4 separate regions of the Mus musculus genome follow, and regions 1, 3 and 4 are each linked to region 2. Evidence: chromatin contacts called from public Hi-C, HiChIP or PLAC-seq and promoter capture Hi-C data. All regions are on one chromosome and are shown on one strand. Each heading gives the region's core, a stretch centred on a gene start, on an enhancer-like site or on the middle of the called end of the contact. The rest is flanking DNA. Distances are from core to core; before and after follow the strand shown.

Region 1 (2,744 bases), core at 40-2,539, 1.0 Mb after region 2:
CTCAGCTTATCTGTCAGTCTCTCAGTCATTTTTATACTTCTACATGCTTAGGGAGGGGCCTAGACTATCCGGTCAGTTTCAGGAACTTCCTCAAGCTATTTTGAGTTGTTCACTTTCGGAGCACCAGAAGCTTCCCCGAGGCAGCAAAGTTTCACCTTCTCTTCGAACACCCTGTGAGCACCCTCTGTCTTACTGAGCTTCCCTCTCAGATGAACTCTTTTAACCTCAGAGAAAACTGCTACCCAACACTCAGAACCTTGTACTTTCTAAGTAAGAATTTTCCCGCTGGATTAGTTACCTTTTTCACTGCTGTGAAGCAAACTACCAGACTAAAGGCAACTGAAGGAAGGAAGGAAGGAAGGGGTTATTTTAGTTCAGGGTTTGTGGGTCAAGAACCCGTGGTTTGTGTGTACTGCAGTTTGGGTAATAGTAGTAACAGCGTGTGTGGGATGAAGGGCTGAAAAGGGAGCTGTGTGAAATTCTGACTGGGTTTCTCGATTATGGCCCTTAAAACATACTATCAGTGTCGTCCAGCCAAAACCCATCAGGAATTCACCTGCAGTTGGACAAGTGAGGTTGGCTGTGTGTTAGCAGAGGGTGCCTCGTGGAGAGGGAGCCATTTGGCATCTGGGTAACACAGCAACTGAAGGATAAGGGTTGGTGCTGGGTGATTTGGAGAAGGTTTAAGGAAAAAGAGCTTTTCTTCGGACAGGAAGTTGGCAGGAAATGGTGGTGTTGAGGGGCGGGCTGAGGTAAATAAAAAATTGTATATTCTAACTGGAGGAGAAAGCTGTAACTGGGGGTGGGGGTGGGGAGATAGTCACAATCTCCTGAACAGAAAAGTGTCCCATTGTGGTAGTTTGCACAATGTTAACAATCATAGAGTAGAATTATGCACAGGCTATGAGCGTTTGGATGATGGTACCAGTCGCAGCTCCCAGGGGGAGCTGCTTGTGAGTTTTTTTTTTTTTTCCACCTTTTAACAAGCCTGAAATTGGGGTGTGTCTTTCAAACAATGGCTTCTTAGGGTGGATGCGGTGCGATACTGTTTGAGGGGCAGGTGCTTGTGTTCTGCTACTGCTCAGCTCAATCCGTTTCCGGGAGAATTATTTGGCTTTTTAACCTTCACCAAGATCCTGTTTTTTGTTGTTGTTTTTGTTTTTGTTTTTTTAGGGTTCCTTCCGGGGTCACAGAATTATAACTGTGCGGCTTCACCAAGTACTACGGGAATCTGCGGCAGTGCTCGCGAGCTTACGGCGGCGTGGAGCACACGCGGCTGGGTTGCCCTAAGCAACCGGCGCGTCCCCGCCCGGCGGTCAGCTGATGGGCCGCCCGCGGGGGAGGCCGCGGCTCGAACATGGCGGCGGAGATCCACTCCAGGCCTCAGAGCAGCCGCCCGGTGCTGCTGAGCAAGATAGAGGGCCACCAGGACGCCGTCACCGCCGCGCTGCTCATCCCCAAGGAGGACGGCGTGATCACCGCTAGCGAGGACAGGTAGAGTCTGGGAGCACGCGGGGGCCGGGGCGTGAGGTGGTGACGACCACGAGGCGTGGGGATCGTGGGGTCCGCGATTCTGCCTCCCTTCTTGTTGTCACCCCGGACGGAGCGGCCACCCTCTCTCCCACGTCCCCGTAGTCCACCGAGATCCTGGTGCCGTCAGGCGGATCTGTCTTACTCCCCTAGTCTGGGACCTATCCCCCTCCGCGCGCCTTTAGTCTTGGGAACCCCAACAGCCCCAGACCGTCCCACTGCGCCCTTTCAGTCCGGAATCAGGTTCTCCAGCGCCCCCTTTATCACGGGACCCCGACCCAGACCCACAGACTCTTCTGTCCCTGGACCCCGTCCTATAGCACCATAAACCACTGACCAACCCTCCAGATCCCCTCCAGTCTCGGGACCCTGTTCCACAATTCATCTCCAGTCTGGGACCCTGATCCACAGGGCTCATCCCACTCAGGACCCACCCATTCTGGGACCCTGGACCTCACACGACCTCTCTAGTCCAAAGTCTTTCTTCAAAGGTCTTTAGTTCCGGACCTTCGCCACACCCTTCTAACCTGGGACCTAGTCCCTCCATCTCCCCATCCTGACAGAACCCCTGTTCCCACCGCTGGCTTGCAGTCCAGGGTTCCCAGTGCACACCCCTGCGAGTCGGTACTCCAGTCCTAGCTTCTAGCTAGCCTCTTGCCCCCGTTGCCGTCCTGTCCCGTGGTGCTGCTCCAACCTTTGCCTCCTGTGTCTTCCTGGCTGGGGCTTACCTGGTGCTCCAGAGTTCCTGTGTTCTCCTGGGACCGTTCCAAGTCCCAGAGGACTAGTAGCTAATTACCTTGGGACCTGGTGCGGCTGTTTATTCCTTACATGGAACCCCACGGGCATTCACCTCTTCCTTCTAATTTGTTTGGGGGCTGAGGTTAGGTTGTATACTTTCCTGTGCTTCTCCTGGCTTCAGGGTCAGTTGTTTGTTTGTTTGTTTGAACCATAGCTGCTAGAACTATCTGAACTCTTACTGACCAAAGAGTTTTCGATTTTTGTACAAAAAGTGATTAGTTAGTTCTTTAAAAGTCCAGATGCACTTATTTTAAAAGGAAAATTTATTTACAAATAAGTAATTTTATTTACAAGTAATTTAGCCCCACAAGTAGGAAACAGAAGGTCATTTACCACAAGACTAAAACAAGCCGTTATCAATGTTCCTATGTAGTTCTGCCGGTGGTCACTTGCCACACTTCAGAAAAGATTCATTT
Region 2 (2,864 bases), core at 153-2,652:
GAGTAAGATAAGATGAACGGAACTGAAAGCACCCAGATCTAAGCACAATGCATCCTCTCTTCCTCAAGTTGATTTTAGCCAGAGTATTTCAACACAGCAAAATAAATTCAAACCTGAACTGTTGTACCCAAGACACACTATGACTCATGTTCTGTTACTACAGTCTTTGCTTCTAGACCATTTTTCTTTTCTTGCCATCCTCCTGCCTCAGCACTCAAGTCTTTGACTGCCTCAGACTTCCTGAGCCTTTGAGAGTCGTGCATAATCATGAGTTATTCAGTTATACTATACACCAGACAGTATTCTAAAACAGGGGGGGAAATGGTTACAGTTTGTCAAAAAGTTAAGACAGAGTCACACTGTGTGTAACCCAGATTTTCCTCAAAGAGAGCCTGTTAGCCTACTATGTGAGAAACACCAGGCACACCACAAGCTAAAAAAAATGTTTTTAACTTTAGAAAATCCAGAGGCCACAGATCCACAAAAAGGCCCTTAAGAAATCCAGAATGTCCACACAGCTCTCCCAGGAGCCTTGGTCTTTCACCCACCCACACTGGGCAGAGAACCACCCTGCATGTGACTCCAGATAAGAATTTTAGAATACTTTAATCAGATAGCTCGAGGCAAGGGTGGGGGGGGATTTGATAAGAAAGCAGAAAAATAGACTAAGAACCACCCACCCTGTCCTACTCACCCTACCCTGTAACCCAACAGCAGTTCTTATTCATCCTAATTTCCACCCTGAAATCCCTTACATTACCCAGATAGACACTAGATTTTAATTCAAATTAGTATGCAAAGTTAAGGAGGCATTTGGTAAACCATCCTATATGGTCTTATTTACAAGAGCAGTGTAGCTGGTATAGAGTAGGGACGCAGTTGAGGAAAAATTGGCGGAAGGTGTGAATTCACACCGACTATCCCAAGACCAAGTAAGGAATCTGGGTCCCCTAGAGACTTCAAAGTAAGGGGCCCAGCCACCAGAGGGATCCTTACTTAATAAAACCTCTGACCCACCTCCAAGGGTGCACAGGATACCTAAGATCAACCCTTCTCCACTTCCTAACCTCAGAATGTAGGTCTGATCCTCAAAAAAACGCCAAATCCCCAACCCTCTATGAGCATCGGATTGAGAATAGGGCGGTAAGCAGGTCCCAGCAGAGGCAGCCCGGCATCAGTACCGAGTCGCGGGTGGGCGGCGCGGGTGGAGCCACCCCCACGCGCGTCCCGCTGCAGATGCGCCCTAGCCAGGCAGAGTTGGCCGCGCCGCCCGAGAGGCGCAGAGTTTGCAAAGTCGCCGCGGAGCTTGAGCGGGAGCGAAGGGGGTGGGCAGAGTGGGGGTGCGCGCGAGAAAAACCCGCCTCTTGTGAGTTGAGCGGGGAAGAGGGGGGGAAAGGCTCTGAGTTCCGCTTCCTGAACGGCGGGTGGGTAGAACAGGCTGGCGCGGCCAGGGGACCGGCGGGACACACTCGCTCCGGGGCCGAGGCGCGAGCGGCACGGCCCGCGATGGCCGGGGAGCGGACCCGCAGGTTCACCCGGAGCCTGCTGAGACCGGGACAGGCGGCCGAGCTCCGGCACAGCGCCGCGTCTGCCGCCGCGGTGGCCGTCAGCAGCCGTCAGCAGCAGCGGGTGAGTGCCCTGCGTCCCTCGCGCCACGGCGGGGCTTGCCCAGGGACCCCAGACAGGCCTTGTCGCCAGCCCTGTGAGCCCCTGCACGGGAGCTAGCTTGTCCTCCACCCCGAATTCGCTCCCCCACAGAGCGACCCCGGAGTCACCTCCTCCAAGCAGTGTCACCAAAGAATTAAGGACCAGAGGCGCATTGGGGGACTTTAGGAACGCGGGACGCTTAGATGAGCAGCTGCGTGGGAGAGCGTGTGCCTACGTTTTAAGGGGGGTGGAGGAGGCGGGAATGCATCCAGTCTGGCTCAAGGTGACAGGGTGACAGGGACCTGGGGCGGCGGGTGGGGGCGGGATAAAGGGGTGGGGGGAGCTAAATGGATGGAACCTGTAGATCCACAAGTCTGCGCGCCCCTCTCCTCCCCGTGGAACCTAGAAAAGATGTAGTGAGCTAGCTCTTCAGCCAGACCAAAGCTGAAACCCCCACCTTCTATCTAGTGAGGAAAATCTGCAATTTGCACAGATCTCCCTCCCCCCACAGGCTGGAACCCAACCAGCCACTTTATACTGTTGCAGAAAGAGCTGGGGGAAACTGGGATGAAGGGGACGTGGGTTATTAAGTAGCCAGTGGCTTCTGGTGTGTTTTGAAGCGATTTCACGGGAATCTCCTTCCAGAAGGTTTCCCCTGGTTACTTCCTTGTCGAAATGCCTTCTAAGTATTGGGTGATTTCCGCGGGAAGTCCCTGAGGCAAAAGCCAGCATCAGGTGCCCAAATCATACCCGTGCATCACGAGATATTCATAAATTCCAGTAGGTGTCACACTAAGGGATGAAAGCAGCAAGCAGGGAGCGCACATCAACTGTGGTAGAAATGGGTAGCCCGTAGGGAGTAGCCTTCCAGCAAGAGTGGGGCTCAGCCACGGAGCTCTTGGCCTGACTTTGTTGGACCAGAATCCTCGTTGTGGGTTTCATTTTCCTTTTTTTTGCCAGTAAATACCATTAGGAATTAAACAACCCTATTTAAGAGTGTCAAAGTGTTGCCTTTGCCAGTCACCGAAGAGGAGGGAGCCAGATCTGGTCAGAGCCAGTTCCCACAGCCAGAAGCCTCTCTTAAAGCCAGAGGTCGGGAAGCTGAACAGAGCGGAAGCAAATTGCCTGGCAGAGGGACCAGAGCAGCAAATGCACAGAGGGTGGGGGGTGGGGGTGGGGGATGGGGAAGCCTGGAGTGTGAAAAGAACTGGTAGCCA
Region 3 (2,830 bases), core at 309-2,808, 900 kb after region 2:
CAAATAGTGTTTGAGATACAAACCACGCAGTCCATGTGACATTAGGAAATCGCTTTGCAAAATGTCAGCCCTGAGAAAGAACTGGACAAAGTATATGGGGGTCTCAGTCGAGTGCCTACAACTGTCTCAATCAGCAGTGTCAGCATGAAGATGGTGAGATAGAAGCAGATGCAGAGAAACCAGCAAGCTCTGTGCATCTGCCTTCACTCACACTTCAAACTTGGCTCTCTAGTATAGTGATTCTCAGTCTGTGAGTCATGACCCCTTGAGGGGTCAAATGACCTTTTCACAGAGATCATCCGGAAACACTGATATTTATATGACAACTCATAACAGTAGCAAAGTCACAGTTATGAAGTAAGAAGGAAAATAATAGTGCTATGGGGGGGGGGGGGCGCACCACAACATGAGGAACCATACCTATTAAAGGGCTGCACCATTAGGAAGGTTGAGAACCACTGCTCTAGTAGTTTCTTATCTGCTTCCCCTCCTATCTGTAGCACTGCACCCTAATCCAGTGCCTTGTGCATCTGAGGCAAGCACCCTACCACCTAGCCACACCCTCAGTCCCTAATGCCTTCATCTGGAAAGCTGCTCTCAGTTTTTCAAGTCACACACACACACACACACACACACTCACACACACGGGTGGGGGAGTGTCTGTCATGGACACAGCTGTGTCAGTGTGGTTGCTCAGAGATCTGAGTTGCTCTAGCACTAGGTGCAGTTTATTTCACAGCCCTAAAGAGATTTACGGCTGTTTTTTCTTCATTGGGGCCAAACATGGGGCCTGATAGGGAGGGCGTTGCACCAAAGGCAACAGAGACTACCATGAAAGTCCCTACAAACCTAACCTGAGCAGAGGACTGAAGAATGCAGAAAGGGACACTCAGGTAACAGACCATGGGACATAACAGCCATCTGTTGCTGGCCTTGGGTCTGATAAGGTCTCAGGGGCTGAAGGTGTAGGTTCAAAACACCTGGATCTTCGGAGCTCTGAGAGTACTTCATGCTATCACCACAAGCAAGGGGTCAGTTTTCTGCATGTCCTTGCTTGTCATGTGCCTAGGAATCCCACAGCCAGCTCATCCACTAAGCAGGGATAAGTTGACTCTGGGGCACCTGGAGGACCTGTTCTAGACCTCCACGTCCTAGCTCCGTTATTTCCATCACCTGCAGGATTGCACACTGTCACCCCCCCCCCAACACCCCCAGACGACGCGTCTTGCGTCTCAGGGGCACACCACTGGCTTCTGTGTCGCCCACTCCTCTCCACTCCCCACAGGCTCATCCGGACGATCCACGTGCAGCTCGACCGGGGGTTGGCGCCGCACCTCGAGCCCGGCGCGTCTGGCCGGAGCTTTCTGGGGACCCGAACCCCCCAACCCCCGCGAGAGGGCGGCATCTGGCGACCGCGGGTCGGGCAGGGGGGCGTCCTAAAGTCCCCTGCGGTGCAGAGACGTTGCGGCCGGCTGCCACACAAAGGCGGCGGCGGGAAGGCGGGGCGGGGCGGGCCGGGGGGCGGGGGAGGCAGGAAGGGGCGGGGGCGGCGGCGGCGATAAAGCCCCCGCGCGGCCCGGCCGGCTAGTGCAGTGGTTGCACGGGAGTGCGGGCTGCACGCGTCACCGTCACCGCCGCCTGTCCCCCACCGCCGCGCAGCGCCGATCTCCCTCCCGGTTTCGGCCGCCACCTGGGGATCCAAGCGAGGACGGGTGAGTAGCAGCTGCGGGGTTCCCGCTGCTCGGAGGGGAGCCGGGGACTGTCCCCGGGGCAGCACCGCGACCGGTTGCTGGGGCGGGAACTTTCTCGAACCGCCTCGGGCCCCGCTGCGAGCGCTCCTGGCTCCCGCGTCCCTGTCCCCGAGGGTTTGGGCGTCCAGGTGTGCCGGAGGCTGACGGAACGCTCGCCGAGCTCGGGGTGGGTCCAGCAGGACTGCAAACCGTGACCCTGAACCCGAGGCGACTGGGCACTCACGGGTAGCACCGACCCCACACTTTTCCCGTGCGCGGGTCCCTGTCCCGGGCGACCGGCTCTCACTTGTAACCTTTGCCTGTGCAGTGTGGAGGTGGGCAGCGGTTTGGGGAAGGACTTCAGTTCACACTGGCCTTTGCAACAGGCTTGTCCCTAGGATACAGTAGCAGCTCTTTGCGATTTCTTATTTATTTTCATCATCTGTGGACCAGGGAATTGCGAGGCCGGTGAGTGACTCCAGGTAAGGTGAAAGTACTCAGAAATCCTCGGAGGAATTAGGTATTTAATTTGCCCCCACGATGAGCAGAGAGGGAAAGCTGCTATTACATAAGACAGCACTCCACCTTCAGGTATTAGGGAAGGTGCTGTTGAGGATTTTTAGTGTTTTAATGAACAAAACAGAATCTCCGCGTGTCTCTCCAGAGAAATCTCCAAACGCCGCTGGATCTTGCTTTGACTACTTTGCTGGGAACGTTCTTATATTTAGCATGAACATAAAAAGGTGTTTGAAGGTTTAACTTTTCTCTTTCAAGCCAGGAGGCAGTTTACTTTTCTGAACTGTTCTAGAACAATTGATCTGATCATCTTGTACTTTGGAGATTTTGTATCTGAATGGGAATACAGATAATGGGAGAAATGTCAGCATTACCGATTTGTGTATCTGAAGCACACTTAAAAATTGAAGGTGCTTTGAACACTTTCTGTGGTTCTAAAACAATAATTATACCCTGTTGGCAACATTTAAGCAAAAAAAAAAAAAAAAAAAAAAAAAATCTCAAGAGCTTCGCCACAGATAATGGAACCGTCAACAATGGAGTTTTAGCTGTTTTTTTCAGAGTAGTGTTTGAAATTTTTGTTC
Region 4 (2,871 bases), core at 254-2,753, 540 kb before region 2:
TGCTTTGGTTATGGTATTTTATCACTATAATAGAAGAGTATTAATGCACTAGCTGAAATATAAGTGGAGAGTATTGTCTCTTTGTTCATCATATACTTCTATACCTTTCCTCTGGGGGGGGGGGAGACTTTCTGCTCTTTATGTCTCTCATGAGTTCTTTCAATAGAGAACACAAGAGTGGAAGTTGAGAGTGATATGACAGAGATAGAGTCACATTGCTAACCTCATTTCACCCTTGGGGATACTAGTCAAAGTTGGGACACTGTTTAGTTGAAGTCCTGTTGCAATTCATACTCCCCTATGCAAATTTCATTTAAGAATGATGAACACAAATATAACACCCAAGAAAATCTGCATGTTTAATAAGCCAATGAGCAAAAGAGAATGTGGAGAGCAGTTGAGAACCGAAGTATGAAGAAGGCAGCTTTGTGTACGGCATGGCTTTAATAAGACAATCTGGGCTTACACCTTAGCACCATGTGACTAGTGTCAGATTTGAATTACAGAGACACTCTGGCTTCAGCTTCCTCACTAATAGACATATTATGACTTCTTACTAGATATGATATTAAGAGCACAAAGTAGATATGATATGAACATGGTAATACAGAATCCTGAGAGCTGTGGCAGTTGCAGGAGGATCACGAGTGCTGCTTAAGATATCTGTTTTGTTTAGCAAGGTGGTTCAACCCGAGGGGTAACGTTTATGTGTCACACAGAATAGAAGGGAACGACTAACGCCCCTTAGTGTTTCTTCAGAAAAGCATGCACCACGGGACCATATTATTCAAATAAAGCAAAAGTTCTCAATGGTGGGTCTCAACTTCTTTGGGGGGTCGCAAATCAGGTATCCTGTGTATCAGATATTTACATTAAAATTTCTCACAGCAGGGAGACTATAGTTATTGAAGTAATAGCAGAATAATTTTATGGTTTGGGGTCACCACAACATGAGGAACTGTACTAAAGGGTTACAGCATTAGGAAAGTAGAGAGGCACTGGAATAAAGTGCAGAACAACTGTGAGCAAGTGTTGTGTACAAACATTTCTTCATATTCTACTGGTCACCTAAGTCGAAGGAAAGCTTACCCAGTAGCTAGAGAGAGCTTCTTCTTTTTCTTTCTTTTTTTTTTTTTTTTGAAACATTCTTAAGCTACTCATTTCAATGACATTAACAGAAGGAAAAAAATCAAGAAGTTATTCTTCCATTTATTGAATTAAGCTCCCCACCCCTGCACTTTAATTTAATTAAAGAAGGGCAATGCTTTTTTTGTTTTTTGTTTTTTGTTTTCTCTCAAGACTCAGGTTGAACAGAGATAATTAAATGAAGGGAAGAAGTCATACAGCCCAATGCAGTTACCTTCATCTATCCATAAAAATGTGCAGCACACAAGGGGCGTTGGATACAGTTGCTCATTTTCCTCACTCAGGAGGTGTGTTTACAAGTAAGACTTTAAAAGCAACCCTGCCTTTGAAGAGCTGGTTGTACTATACATTTCGGTTGCTAGGGGGAGCCATGTATCCACTTTATTTGTTAAAGTTCTCCAAGCAGTGTGGGGCAGGCTTGTTGAAGCCCCATTGGTTTCTGTTGTTAAAGGTGTATTCCACAGAGTGCATGCTGGTGTTTAAAGAAAACAATGTATTTGAATCAGTGATACATCTTAAAGCATATGCTGACCATTCTGACCATAGCATCTTCTTTCTCCTAACCACAAAAGTTGATAGCATCCTAGATAGCTGTAGAATTTCCATTGCATTCATTTGTCATTTAATCTAGATAGGACAATAAATAACAGTAGATGACAGGGGAGCTGAAATGACACTGGTAGTCAGTTTCCACTTACATTTTATCCAAACCACACATGATAAATACAGGACAAGAAAAAGTCACTACCCTAGCAAATTCTGAGTGTTTAATTTCTCACAGGATTACATAGGAATACTGGGGTGAACTAAGTCACCCATCTGCATCCAACTTCTTTGTTACATCAGTGGCCAGAAGTCTCCTCTCAAAATTTTCCAGCAATCCGAAAAATTTGAGTATTTGAGAGAGTAAAATGATGTATGGCAAGAAGAGAAAGAATAAATATTATCCCTAATCCTTTTCATATATAAAAATACATTTATATTTAGTACACAATAATATTATATCAGTTATAATAATATAATTGATATTTTAAATTTGAAATTATATATAATTTATATAATATACTTATATAATATAAATGTATATTATTTTTATATAATATGAATCATATATTTATAATCACACTGATTCTCAACAATACTATTAAACAAATAATACTTCCCATACTCTACAGATAAAAAAACAGGCTCCCTGGAAAAAAGAAGAGTGACGCATTTAAGCGTTTCAGTTCATAACTTCTAGCATCCCATAAGCAAGACACGCTGGACAGCTTGTGTCAGCCAGCTCACACTGGCATTCTCTCTTGCCACATGGGGGAGTAAGAGCACCTGTTTGATATAGAACAGAACAGAAAGGCTCCACCCATGTCCTTGTACATCCTACAGGCAAGAAGCAGAGATAACAATAAACAGCATGGGATCGTCACTGTGAAAACTTCACCTCAGATCCTCCCATAACATCTGTGCCTTTCACACACTAAAGAATATTCTTCAGCTACTTTATAATTTTTCCATTGCCTTAGTTTTGACTTCTGATGATAAGGGTATAAAGGACACATCCAGGTACAGAGAACTAGCAGCTAGCAGACACCCTCAGAGTCCTTTGACCTAAGTGCCACCCCATGGGTTTGAATCTTCTTAGACGGAGTTGTAAATTGCATCAATCTGCCTCATTCCTGGTAGCGATGGAGATGGATAATAAGTGTGTTGGGGACAGGTATGAGT

The links. Promoter capture Hi-C pulls out the DNA fragments that hold promoters and counts their contacts. Hi-C and Micro-C count contacts between places; a contact is called where the count stands out from the background. HiChIP or PLAC-seq counts read pairs in DNA pulled down with a chosen protein or histone mark.
Region 1: a Hi-C map of natural killer cells shows a contact between it and region 2, with 5 times the contacts expected there. The contact joins the promoter of Wdfy1 here to the promoter of Dock10 in region 2. A contact is called at or near these places in 1 of 484 Hi-C or Micro-C datasets (natural killer cells) and 1 of 115 datasets of contacts at active chromatin or transcription factors (bone marrow-derived macrophages).
Region 3: a contact with region 2 is called in an H3K27ac HiChIP or PLAC-seq map of embryonic stem cells, with 2.9 times the contacts expected there. The contact joins the promoter of Serpine2 here to the promoter of Dock10 in region 2. A contact is called at or near these places in 1 of 39 promoter capture datasets (stem cell-derived epiblast-like cells), 1 of 115 datasets of contacts at active chromatin or transcription factors (embryonic stem cells) and 1 of 9 other capture datasets (embryonic stem cells).
Region 4: a promoter capture Hi-C map of second pharyngeal arch cranial neural crest shows a contact between it and region 2, with 5 times the contacts expected there. The contact joins the enhancer-like site here to the promoter of Dock10 in region 2. A contact is called at or near these places in 14 of 39 promoter capture datasets (the 3T3-L1 cell line, 3T3-L1-derived adipocytes, the C10 cell line and 9 more) and 12 of 115 datasets of contacts at active chromatin or transcription factors (bone marrow-derived macrophages, embryonic forebrain, embryonic stem cells and 7 more).

The regions. Positions count from the first base shown.
Region 1 is chr1:79,760,314-79,763,057 of GRCm38.p6, reverse strand. It overlaps Wdfy1 (WD repeat and FYVE domain containing 1), which reads left to right and starts at 1,289. Exons shown (of 12, transcript NM_001111279.1): 1 at 1,289-1,494. The coding sequence starts at 1,358.
Region 2 is chr1:80,757,091-80,759,954 of GRCm38.p6, reverse strand. Dock10 (dedicator of cytokinesis 10) reads left to right here and starts at 1,402. Exons shown (of 56, transcript NM_175291.4): 1 at 1,402-1,629. The coding sequence starts at 1,507.
Region 3 is chr1:79,857,393-79,860,222 of GRCm38.p6, reverse strand. Serpine2 (serine (or cysteine) peptidase inhibitor, clade E, member 2) reads left to right here and starts at 1,558. Exons shown (of 9, transcript NM_009255.4): 1 at 1,558-1,712.
Region 4 is chr1:81,300,528-81,303,398 of GRCm38.p6, reverse strand. The region is part of intron 6 of Nyap2 (neuronal tyrosine-phophorylated phosphoinositide 3-kinase adaptor 2); the gene reads right to left. Among named protein-coding and RNA genes, the nearest start is that of Nyap2, 220 kb to the right of the region's middle. Within about 2 kb of position 1,503, at least 19 of the 459 cell types and tissues checked have an H3K27ac peak or open chromatin away from gene starts, as enhancers often do. A contact at or near this core is called in second pharyngeal arch cranial neural crest, where this site is marked.